2 separate regions of the Mus musculus genome follow, and region 2 is linked to region 1. The links are chromatin contacts, called in public HiChIP or PLAC-seq maps. All regions are on one chromosome and are shown on one strand. The core of a region is the stretch at or near the end of the contact, and the rest is flanking DNA. Distances in the headings are between cores, read along the strand shown.

Region 1 (6,190 bases), core at 1,411-3,910:
ACTCAGACCATCCCCAAACTCTCTGTATGGATGCTGGTCTTGAACTTCTGATCTTCCTCTACCTCCCAAGTGACTGGAATCAGTCATATGTCACTATGCCCTGCTCTTCTTTAGATTTAGGAATCAGAGAATAGCTGTATTTTAGTAAGAATGGAATTTTGAGAATGCATGGCTTAGAACGGAACCTGATCCTAGATGTGGGACAATTACAAATATGGGTGGGGAGGGGGAGGAAGGCAGCGTCAAAGTTACTTTGAGCAACTGGAAATTCAAGAGTGATTACAAGATAGCTTGACTAGTAGGCTATATCTAAGTGTTTCCACGCCCGTACTTGTAGAAGGTACATGCTCTCCCCATTTCAAGAGCATAAAGAATCTTCAACTTGTAAAAGCCTGTTTGCAACAGATGATGATGGCAGCCATGGAGTGGTGTACACAGTAGATAGGGACTTTGGTAAACTAGGTAGGAAGTCCCTATCCGTCCCAATCTGCCCCCTCCAGATCCCTCCCAGGTTCTGTCACACTGTTAAGGTTTCCAGTGAGCAACCCAAACCTTTGTATTGTCCAGTTTGCTTTATCAAAGCTAAATTCCCCTGTTAAGTTTCAGGCGATTAACTAAGTTCTCAGAATATGAACTCTGTTGAAATCTGCTGTGACATAAACATTTCTCAAGATATCAGTTCAGGCTCAAGCCAAATACTGAGGCCAGTTCATCTGTGTAAAGTGCGTTTATTCATCCTCTGTGACCCTAGTTAGAGAAATAGCCATAGAAAAATCTAGAGGAACTATCTACAGAAAGTATCCCCATACTCTGGCTACCAGTCCTCGATTATTGCTGGTGCTAGCCGTGCCCACCTAACCCATGAGCTGAAGGTTGGCAACCTCAGTTTCTGAAGAAACCGCTCATTCTGATCGCCTTGGTTTCGGAGTTGACAATGACTAAGGTTTGCATGAATGGTGTGAGACTTTGAGGATTCTTATCAGTCTCAAGATCATTTTCTCACCACCTAACCATATGCTATATTTACACTGTGCCATCCTCCGTCCTAAGTCGTAGAACATGGTGTTCACACATTAAATATCAAGGAAGTACTTATTGTAATCTCCTACGCAATAAGATACTACTAAACATCTAAAGGTGTCCACGGGAATACTCCAAAAATACTACATTCAAACAGAAGAGGAAGTGACAGTGACTACTTAACCGAGGTAACAAAGCCCATCAGTAGTTGAAGGCAAGAGGACTAAAATGTTATGTTCATTTCGCTCGGTGGTTCTCAGCCTTCCTAATGCTGTGACCCTTTAATACAGTTCCTCATGTTGTGGTGACCCCAACCATAAAATTATTTCCGTTCCTACTTCATAACTGTAATTTTGCTACTGTTATGAATTGCAATGTAAATAGGTTTAGACATAGGGGCTTACTAAAGGGGGTCAACCCACAGGTCGAGAACTGCTGATTCGGCTAAACCCTAGCATTTGTTCTGTAGACCCAAACATAGAAAATGGTGTTCTAGACTGGACAGAAGATGGAAACCATTATAAAGCAATTTCTATGCTCAGAGTGCTCATATTTCTAATCCTCTCAATGGTATTTAAATTTTGTTCATTTTACTGACTTTCAAACTAGAAGGGGCGGGAAAACTAGACCTCACCAACACTAGTCCTTCCTTTTTAAGCAGGTAAGGTAACCTTAGGCCATACTGAGTACTGAACTTATCTCAAGACCTCAAGAACTATCAATTATTAGTCTTGCATTGTGACACATATCTTTAATCCCAACAAGTGTGAGGCAGAGGCAGGCAGATCTCTGTGAGTTCGAGGCCAACCTGGGTCTCTACATAGTGCTTTCTAGGGCAGTCAGAGATACATTGTCAAGACCTCTGGCAAAACAAACAAAACAGTAGTAGAAGCCAGAAGGCCAGTTGTGGTAGTATATACCTATAATCCTACACACACAAGTACAGCATGAGATAATTACAAATTCATTGGCCAGTCTGGGAAGGGAGGTGCTAATAGGCATATCCAAAGCTAGAAGCCAACCTTTGATACAAATCATGGTAAGACTTCCATGTTCTGTGTCGTTCCCAGGAGGGAAAGGTTGTGATTGCATAAAGTTGTTGCTACGCACTCGTGCACTCGATGAAGACTTCAATTCTGCCTCTCATCTTCGCCTTCCCCCACTTTTCACCACTTTTCACTCTCATCCACTTAACCTTTACTGGTCCCAACACTGCCTCTGGAGGGAAACTAGGGCTGGGAACCATTTGGAATTACGGAAGCTGATTTCACATCCCTTATCACTAACTCTTGAACAAAATTTGTCTGGGACAAAATTGTAATTGCTTAATCGGGAACAAAAGGCAAAGGGAAAGGGAGGGGGGAGCGGTGTTTGAATGGCAAAGTCGTGCACGCTGTAACACTTGGACGAGGCAGATCAGGACTAAAAATGGAACAGTGCAAGGCAAGGCCAACTTCGCACGTGCCTCTGAAGCTCCTGTGCTCCTGTCAGCGCGGAAGAGCCTTCCTTCTGCAGAGGGTTCCAGCCCCGCGGCCTCCGAGCCACGGAGGGGCACCGGTACCTTCTGGGCGGAAGCCGTGCCGCTCACGACACCGCCCCCTCCCACCCTGGCCCAGAGTGGAAGTGACGAAAGCCGCCGCGGAGTCACTTCCTTCTGGGTGGATGAGGAGGAGCCCGAGCTGCCGCGGAGGAGCCCGAGTGGAGACGGACGGCGCCGGAGAGGTGAGACTGGTGGCGTCGGCGGTCGCGGCCCGCGCGGGCAGGACGGAAGGGACGCGGATGAGGGCGGCCGTGGAAGCCGCTGCGGACCAGCGGGAGCGGCGAGCCCCGCCGCAGGCCGGGAGGGTGACCGAGCGCCCTGGGGGAGTCGCGAACACCTGCAGACGCGCCTGCGGGCTCCGAGGGGCTGGATGGGCACATCGGGGGCCGGAGGATCGAGGAGAGGGTGCCCGGCTCGGGCGTCGGCCAGCGCGAGCCCACGGACACCAGGCTGAAGGGTGTTCTGGAGCAGGGAAAGGGCCCTGCGATCCGACAGCGCAGGGTAGGAGTTAGTCCCGGACAGTGTCCCAGAGCCTTGGAGAAATCGGTGTCTCTTCAACCCCATCATCACGGAAATGGGAGAGGAAGCTCTGCCCAGCCCTGGTGCCTTGTTACTTGTGTATATCCTGTGTGTGCCACTGTCTGTCTGTTGCCTCTTTCCTTGAGCCATTTGTCAGCTCCTGGATCCCGAGGGTTGTCATGGACTGAAACTTACTGTTCTCCTTAGTGTATTTGTCGTCAACGAAAATGCAGAACACCTAGAGGAATTCTAGGTTAGATGAAATTTCCAAGATTAGGAATTTGTCCCACCCCACCCTGGGGCCTCTGAAGCACCTGCAGTTGCTCCAGACCTGCTCTGGTTGGTGCCGGGGGCTGTCCACCCTGCAGGGTAATGAGAGTAAGTCAGGTCTCTCCTCCTCCGTCATTCCCGGTCAGTTTCACCCTCTCCTCCTATTCGCTGAAGGACTGACACAAAGCTGTCTGCTGCTGGGAACGGGAAATTTATTGAGGAACTATAAATCTGCATGGAATGAATTCAGATCCTAGCAAGATGCCTTCCTCCACCGGCCAGGCGATCTGAAGTACCTACTTTACCCTTTTTATTTCCCTGTTAAGTAGATGGCATAACATTTTTTTTCACAAAATTTTAGGAAAGTGACATGTTTCTTGTATGGAGTGGCTGTACACAGGACATGTTTACTTTCTGTATCTCAGAATACTGTTGGAAGGTGAGCCCAGTTTCTGACTGGAAGATGTCCTTCTCACACAATTCAAGAAATACGTAGGATCGGATGTTCCTTTTTGAATAGGGGATTTGGATTTTTTTTTTTCTCCCACTTCTTAAGTTGGTGTGTCTGGGTGAATTCAGGCTTGTGTATCTTGGCATCTGGGCTTGTCTACCAACAGAAAACAAACTGTGTGGCTTGCTTTTGCTGCCGTTTTGGACTTCTTTCACTGTTCCCTTCCCTCTCTTATGTCGGAGGGTCGGTTGGTCACAAGGAAGAAAGCAGATATTAAGGACAGTGTTTACACTTTGCGGCTAAGGTCAGGTGAGAGATAATTATGGCTTTTGAGGTGGATGACCCAAGGACCATCATTTGAGGACATGAGGATTACTAGTTTAGAGGTGACATGTTTGAAAGGTTAAAGAAGGCTTTGAAACGAAGTAAAGGCAACAAGAAGGATGTTGGGGGGGGGGAACTGTGACCCTCCCCCCCAAAAAAGCCTTAATTAGATAATTCATAACATCTCAAAATAGTAGTGTGACTTGTCTCTCTCAGCAGGAGGGCGAAAATGAAAGCAGGCTGTAGCATCGTGGAAAAGCCAGAAGGAGGTGGAGGTGAGCAGAAGTTCGTCATCGTCGCTGATAGATCTGGAATGTCCCTTGGTGCTTCCTGTTCTCCCTACTTGGGCTTAGTTGACAAATGCTAGACCACGACCGAAGGTCTCACAGCTGTCTAGATCTTGGTAGAGTGGCTGTAGGCCTGTTTCCTATGAATAAGCATATAGCTTTCGCACCCTACACACGTTTACTGCACGTTTTCGTGTCTGGGGATAAGGTGCCTTCTGCCATATGTCCCTAAAACATTAGTTTATCTTTCTTCTTTGTTCCTTTTTGACCTATCGTGTCAAATAGGTAATCTACATGGAAAGGTCACGAATTAGGGTATATAGGCACTGCTGCCCAACTTGTGTTAGATATCAGTGATTGCCACAAGTATGGGTAATTTCTCCATCCTTTCCTCTCCTCTTCGTGCTGAGCCTAGCTGACTGGAAGGGTGTGTTTGCCAAGTACTCTAGAGACTGTGAGCCGTGGAATGTGGAGGTGGGGGTACTGGCATGTTTGTACCTAACTCCTAGCTACTTTGATCTTGCCCTCTTTCCCACACAAGGGTATCAGTTTCCGGATTGGGCCTACAAAGCCGAGTCGTCGCCGGGCTCCCGGCAGATCCAGCTGTGGCACTTCATCCTGGAACTGCTGCAGAAGGAAGAGTTCCGCCATGTCATCGCCTGGCAGCAGGGAGAGTACGGGGAGTTTGTCATCAAGGATCCAGATGAAGTGGCTCGCCTCTGGGGCCGCAGGAAGTGCAAACCACAGATGAACTATGACAAGCTGAGCCGGGCCCTCAGGTGAGAGAAATGAGCCCCCAGATGTGTGGCATTAACAAAGTTGGAAAGAGAGTGTGCAGTTCTGTGACTGTTATCAGAAAGGGTATCAGGTGATGAAGGACTGCGCTCCTCGAGTGGTGTGTGACTTGAAAGTGTGAGAAAAGAGGTGTCGGGTCTGAGTGGCCTAGGAGGTGAAGGGGGTGGGAGGGAGTTCCAATGTGGCTGGCACTGGCTCCTGACAGCTGGTTCTGCTTTGTAGTGGGTAAGAATACATGGCGAAACATGGACTCGGACTCACTGATAATCCACAGGATTAGTGTAGACTTCCCTGTTGGGAAATTCCTACCATTTCTTTGCTGTAGGCTCTTCTATAGAGGAATCGAGAAGGGAAAAACCGAGTATGGCAGGGAGGTTTGCCTGAGTGGCTCTGAGCCCAGCTGCTCACGTACCCGGGCCGCAGCCTGCATGCCTGCATGTCTTCTCTGTCAGCTTTTAAACTTTATAACTCTTCTGTCCTCAAGGGGCCAGCAGGTAGTTGATGATATCTGCTACATAATAGACGCCAGAGATTCCATTCTCAGTAGTGAGAGTGTAAAATCTAGGCAGTGAAATGTTATCTGGAGCCTCCCACATCCTATGTGTGCCACATTAAAGGTGCAGAAGGCCAGGGTGGTGGTGGTGGTTCCCAGCTCATCCCATATCCCACTTGCTACTGTAAAACAGGTTTCCGGCGCTTTGCTTCTTCCTTGCGCTTGGGCTCCTGACTGACCTCGGGAGGTTTCCCTGAAGACTTGTCAGACCCAACCAGGGCAAGACAGAAAGCAACTGCACAGTTAGTTTTATTCACAGTGGAGCAGGAAGGAAGTGGACTGTAGATCGAAACTGTAGAGAAATGAGACGGTGAGTGGTTAGAACCAAGGAAGGCGTTTGGGATCTTAAAGCAGAGTCGTCAAGCTCTGGCCAAAGACTACAGCCAGGCTGACACTGGAGTTAGCGCTTAGGTCTGCAAGGCCTAACTCCA
Region 2 (6,190 bases), core at 1,899-4,398, 980 kb before region 1:
AGAGGTAGTATTTAACATATTCTGTTCCTTTACTTCACATGGTCAAATCTTGTCCTTTGGCCAGAAAACAAACCAGTTTCTTTAGGATATTTTCAGTTTTCCTAATTATTTTTTATTCCAAACAGTTATTTTATTGCATGTAAAAGAAATCTTATCAGAGTTGAAACATTGAAATGAGTCTATGGGATTGTTACCTGAGAAAGCAGAATATGGAAGGTGCTTTTCCTATTTCTAAATTTTTGGAGTAATTATTTAGGTCATAAAATAGTTTTAAGACCTTTATATATAGGTAGATTCAAAATAATTTTTGAAATTTAATTAAAATGATACTGTTTATTGCATTCATAACTAAATCATTAAAAAACCAAAGTAGTTATAAATCTGAATTGTTCATATTACCAGTTGCTAGAGGAGAGAAATATTGCAGTGACTATTTTATTATTTTTGGTGTCTTTGATTTTCTTGCTAATTTTATTTATTATTACTAGTTGAAACTTAAAAAGAATAGTTGAAGAAAGAGCATGACATGACTTCATTCTTTAAAAGCAATTTTAAAAACATTTAGAACTAGATTTTAAAAAACCTTACAGCATTAAAAAAATCCTGATATAATTTTAAATAGGCTTTTTTATTATTTTAAATTTTAGGATTAACAATATATTGTTTCACACTTTTCTTTTTTAAATATTGCTATTAACATAAAATATGTGTTATATTGAGTAAAATACTTATTTTACTTTTTACTAAGGATTTTGGGGGAGATTTATATAATTAATTCTCCAGAATATGCTGTATTTTAAAGTTTGCAAATCAGAGTTCAAATGGAAGCTTCCTGTATTTAGTTCAAGTTCACATCTTGTAAGTTAGAAAGTGATCTCATCTGCCTTCATTCAAGAACAATCCGCAAGCAGCCAATTACAATGTAAAGTAATATTTTTATTACTGGTTTACTGGTTTCAACAAGACATTTTAGGGCGGGGGTTAGGGGTGCAAAAGGAGGAGGCAGGGGCACATTGACATTGGCACTGAGACACATTTCACATCAGTAAAACTTTGTAAAAGAAATTTCACATATAGTTAAATAATTATTTTCACTTGGTGACAATCACGCAAGCAACCCAAAACAAGGAGGGGCGGGCGTAAAGAAGGAAAAGAAGGGAAGCTACTATACATTGATTTGAAAAATGTACCTTGGGTTTCATTTTGTGTTCGCAAAGCCGGATTGCTTCTTTTGTGCGATCTTTAAATTCACATTGTTTGGAAGGAAACGATCATTTTTGTGCAAGAATGTTATTTTTGGGGTGGGGGGGTTGGTTGGTTTGCCCTCTTTTGTTTGCTTCTTAATTAGGATGTCTTCTGCCTACTCCCGTTCTTTCAGGTGATTTACATAAAAGTTTGTGTTTCGAGTTTTTGCTGTTGTTGTGTGTTCTGGGAGAGCATGCCCATTTATGTTGCTTTCCACGCAGTCGGCAGCACTCTATAGTTTGTCCAAGCTTTTGGGATTGGTGAGGATTTCCCTGGCCAATCTCCAGGTCTGCTTGGCAGCGCTCTCCAGGGCCGAGTGGGGCTTACCCTGGAAGAGGTCGAGGTTGGGCAAAAAGTAGTGAGGGCAGCGGCGGCACTGCAGGCAGGAGATGAGCTGTAGCAGGATGCCGTTCAGACGGTCGCCCAAGCAAGCCTCGTCCCAGTCCGTTTCCCTCGGGTGTTTCTCGCACTCGTACAGCAGCAGCGTCTTCATGTGGTAGTTATTGAGCGGCTGGCCAGGCAGCTCCAGGTGGCGGTCCCGCAGCGTCTTCAGCACCGAGAGGCACTTGTTTCTACAGCCGCCCATCAGCAAGCGGTTCTCCGCCTCACCGAACTGCAGCACCCAGGCGTCGCTTTCTGCGGAGCTCTGCTTGCCAGTCAGCGAGTAGCACTCCTTGGAGAGCAAGTTGAACCCTTCGGCCTTGACCTCCGCCACCCGATTGGGGCCGGGCCAGGGGATGTGGGGCATAGGCCACTGTGCCGCGCTGCGAGGCCAGATCCCGGTGCACTTGAACGCTGGGGTGATTTGCACCACGTAGCGCTCCCTGATGCGCAACTTGACCTCACTAGTGTCGGCGATCATCTTGACCACGTCCCGGTAGCTGCACTTGTCCACCGCCTGGGCTACTAGTGTCTGGAAACGCGAGCGGATCTTGCGCGCAGAAAGGTAGCCAGACGCTGTGATGAACTCGACCCAAAGAGACATGCTCCGCTTCCGCCCATCGCTTAGTTTGAGCACGGCACAGCCGGGCAGAGATCCGTCGTCCACGAAGTTGAAGACTCCCATCTGGTTGAGGTAGAGTACCACCTCGAACTCGGTGGGCGAGATTACCTCCAGCCCCTCGTAGCGGGCGTCAATCTCACTCAGAGAGCTGATGAAGCGGGGCTCTTGCACCTCCACTTCCTTTAGCACATCCGACACTACCTTGCAGACTTCTCGGATGGTCTTGGCGATCGCAGCCTTGCGCGCCTGGCAGCGCTCGGTGTAGTATTTATTGAGCTGGTAAACCAGCTTGGCCTGAGCGGCGATCATGTTGGGGCACAGGTCCGGGCTGTACACCGGCGTCTCGCAATACGTTGAGGGATCCAAGGCTCACGCACTGGTGGTGGCCCTGCGGCTGTGGAAAGGCGGTGCGTTCCCCCTGAAGCCCCAATTTCACTCTTGCTTTCCACCTGGGCTGACCGGCTGATGATATAGCCGGCTGGCCTTTTCTTTTCCCTCTTTGGAATTTTCTTTTCTTTCTTCCGCAGAAAATTAGAAATAATATTATTTAGGGGGGAAAGTACCTGCAAAAATAAAGACGAGCCTCTCCTTGTGCGGGAGAGATGGATGAAATCGTGAGAGAGAAAAAACTAGGTTACCAAGAGGCTAGGCTTAGATGTCCGCAGCAGCCACGATTGCCCAGATATCTGGAAATGAAGTCTTATAAGTGCCAAAGTAAATTTAAAAATAAGACAAAAACATTCAGTGGTTCATTCTGAAACTTCTCCCTCGATGGTTGGACGCCTTCGCTCAGCGTAGGTGATGCCTTCCTTACCCTCCCCCAAAAGGAAAGTGAAGGATGTAATTAATGCCCGGAGAGCAGCGAAGTACAGCTCAGGCCGCAGCGCACTCTGAGGTTTGCAGACGCCCCGCGCGGTCTCAGCGTGCTAGTCTCCTCTCTTCTCAGGGGGTTGTGTCGTAGCAGTTTTCCTGGCTTCCTACTGGAGGCGTTGTTTGGATTGGGTTGGTTTGTTTGTGGTGGGTTCTTCCTGCCTTTCTCTAGGTGCAAACTGCTGCAAGTTGTTTGATATTCTTTTCTGCCTCGTTATTTATACTTTTGGCCCTAGCAAAATCTATTTTAGTGTGACTAAATCGTTGCTTACGTTGTATCTGGTGTGCAGGTCTAAGGAGTCCGGGTTTTTCCTCTCCTCTGGGTTGCGTTTGCAGTCTCTACCTCATCCCCCTGTCCTCTGATACCTGCCCCCCACACTTCTCTCTCTCTCTCTCTCTCTCTCTCTCTCTCTCTCTCTCTCTCTCTCTCTCTCTCTCTCTCTCTCTCTCCTTAGTTTATGAATGGTTCTGGGCCACCGTGAAGGGGTGGAGCTTCAGTTCCTACAATCCCTATGCAAGCTGTCAGTGCTTTAGCCAATCCGAGAGAAAGAGAGAGAGAGGACAAGCTTGGGACCTCAGCAGCCACCACACTGCACTTGATAAAGGGGGCGTGGGGGGTGAGAAAATGGGACTAGACAGAAGCCAAATGCTCTCACTCGTTTCATAGTCCCATTTTCTTTTTTATCCTCTTTTCTTACCGTTGCAGTGAGGAGGAGAGTCTTCATAGAAGGGATTCTTCTCTGGGTATGGCTGGATCAATTCCTGCAAAGTAGTAGTGCTTTCAGTGAGCTTCACTTTTGGTTTTAAGTCTCTGAACATTCTGCAGAAGGTGCAGACTCTAACAAACTGTCTTTGGCTTGAAGGCAAATGAGAGCAGGAAGGGGAGCTTAAGAAAGGACTTAAATTTTGTAGTCCCCCCCCCCTTCTCTTTCCCTCCCATCCCATTGTTGCCAAGAGCTGGAGAATTGCTGTGTATGTGTAAAGGAGGGGATAGGATGACAGTCTATAACCATAAATCTCTTGTTAGTAATTTCCATATGCTGTTAAAAATACAGAACAGGACAAAAACTACTCCAGATATGTTTTTGATCCTTATTTCATAATTTAGATTTAGCTATCTTTGTGTCATTATTTTACTCTTATAGGAATTTACCAATAACTAGAGAGAAAATATGTGAGTTTTGAGAAACTGTAAGTTTATATATTAGCATACATTACTTGGTTATACTTGCTGATTGAAATAAGCTACCAAAATAGTTTAGACTTAAATTAAAATGAAGGAAAAAAATGAGCCTGAATTCAGGTTTTCTTAATTTTTTAAATACTGTGACGTTAATTGTGAACATATTCTTGGGCAGTACTGGTTTAGAATAATTTTATTTTCATAATTGATTCTTGCTTTTAAAGGAGTTGACTGGGATAAAAATCTATAACTTTACTGTTATTGATTACCCAGATGGCCTTCCTCCTCCCCTGCATCCCACTAAAACTCAGTCGCTCTTGTTCCTTAGAATATGTGTTATCCTTAACAAGCTGTGTGATTGCTGCCTCGTAGGACTTTTGGAAAAACAAGGGCTGCAGCAAGGTGATTCACTTGCTACTGGGAGTTTATCTCAGAATTTAAGATGCCAGGGCTCTCAGTTGTTTTAATACACTCAGGTAGTTAAGGGCTATTTTTAGGTTGATTTGGCAGATAATATTTAAGCCGTGGGTTATGCATAGGGAAAATAAAATCTTTAGCCCGTTTTTTTTTTTTTTTAAAAAGCTGTGTATAACTTTTGTAAAACCCCGTAGGAGAGCTTGACTTGCATTTTTTGAAACCTACCAGAACCTGAATTCAGTTGCTACCGAGAGAGCTAATGTTTCTTTCTACTGGGCATGAGATGCTTGGATCCCTACCCCTTCATTCGTTCTTAGTCTTTGGTGGTCCGGAGGGCTGGAGACTTGACCCGCCTCCACCTTGATGCTAAAGCTCCTTTCTAAAGAGTATTTGGGTTTTTCTTTTTTAAACCAAGCGGGATTTATCGCTTGGGGGCCGTTTTAAGTAGCGAGGAGTTGGGAAGAACCTTGCAAAGTAAGCATCAGAGAGCCTCTGGGACAGTAGTTTCATGGGCGTTCCTAAGAGTGAATGCACTACTAGGCGGCTAGCTGCGGCCAGCGGTTTCCCGCTGGTCAGGGAGGCTTTGGTGCTGCAGGACCCAGACCATGCCATGTAGCCGGGTAACTAGTGCGTTCTATAGTCCCTGCCTTGGAGGTGTTACAGGCCAGAGGGGTGTACTCCCGTGGAGTATGGGACCACAGGGAAAAGAAGCTTGGAACAAATCCCACAGGCAGTGCTGGGCGGGCGGGGACTGGTGGCAAGGCCCAGGTGCAGAGTTCCTCCACATCCTCCAGGGGCCAGATCTGCAGCATGCATGTGGCCAGAGACGCCTGTGCGAACCCTTGTAATTCTGGCTGTCTCAGCTCGGCCTGCCACGTCTTCAAGCTACAGGACACGCGCACCCACTGCATTCACCTCTGCCAGCTTGAGCAAGTTTCCTCACACCCTTGTCCACCGTTTCTCCACTTCTCTTCCTAGAGGCAAGGATGATAAAACGTTACAAATGTTTTGATTTAAAAACAATTCATTACCAATTTACCCTGTCTAAGGTAGATGCTCTAGTAAATAATAAATCAGTTAAACAAAGGCGACTTTAATTTATCGCTGTGGTGCTAATTAGAAACATCATTCGAGCAATAAACTTAAACACTTCCAGCAAACACTGCACCCCTCCCCCTTACCTCTCTCCACTGCCTTGGCTGAGAGCAGGCAGCTTCTGCTGTTTGCGGCTCCTATCCCTGGTTGAATAATTGAAGGGGGAAACGGTATCTGAGGAGGCTATAATTGAAGAGCCCCTGTCACCTCTGCTTTTATGTATGTTGGTGTAGAAGTCCATCAGCAGCTCCTTGATGGTGTATTAAAACGAAGTGGCAGCTCCTTCTGCAGGAGATGCGGTGTTCTATTAAGGAGACCAAGAGAGAAAGAAACTCTAGAGGCTAAAAGCCACTTCAAGTCTTCAGACCGATTGATCT

Evidence for each region. HiChIP or PLAC-seq counts read pairs in DNA pulled down with a chosen protein or histone mark.
Region 2: an H3K27ac HiChIP or PLAC-seq map of large pre-B cells shows a contact between it and region 1, with 2.6 times the contacts expected there. The contact joins the promoter of Mab21l2 here to the promoter of Etv3 in region 1. A contact is called at or near these places in 1 of 39 promoter capture datasets (liver) and 1 of 115 datasets of contacts at active chromatin or transcription factors (large pre-B cells).

What each region holds. Positions count from the first base shown.
Region 1 is chr3:87,522,918-87,529,107 of GRCm38.p6, forward strand. It overlaps Etv3 (ets variant 3), which reads left to right and starts at 2,661. Exons shown (of 5, transcript NM_001083318.2): 1 at 2,661-2,742; 2 at 4,341-4,399; 3 at 4,953-5,190. The coding sequence starts at 4,354.
Region 2 is chr3:86,545,135-86,551,324 of GRCm38.p6, forward strand. It overlaps Mab21l2 (mab-21-like 2), which reads right to left and starts at 3,149. Exons shown (of 1, transcript NM_011839.4): 1 at 916-3,149. The coding sequence starts at 2,557. The coding sequence ends at 1,478. All of the region lies in intron 40 of Lrba (LPS-responsive beige-like anchor), which reads left to right. It overlaps Gm31677 (a long non-coding RNA gene), which reads right to left. Exons shown (of 5, transcript XR_375777.3): 1 at 5,900-6,190; 2 at 5,634-5,692; 3 at 3,817-3,880.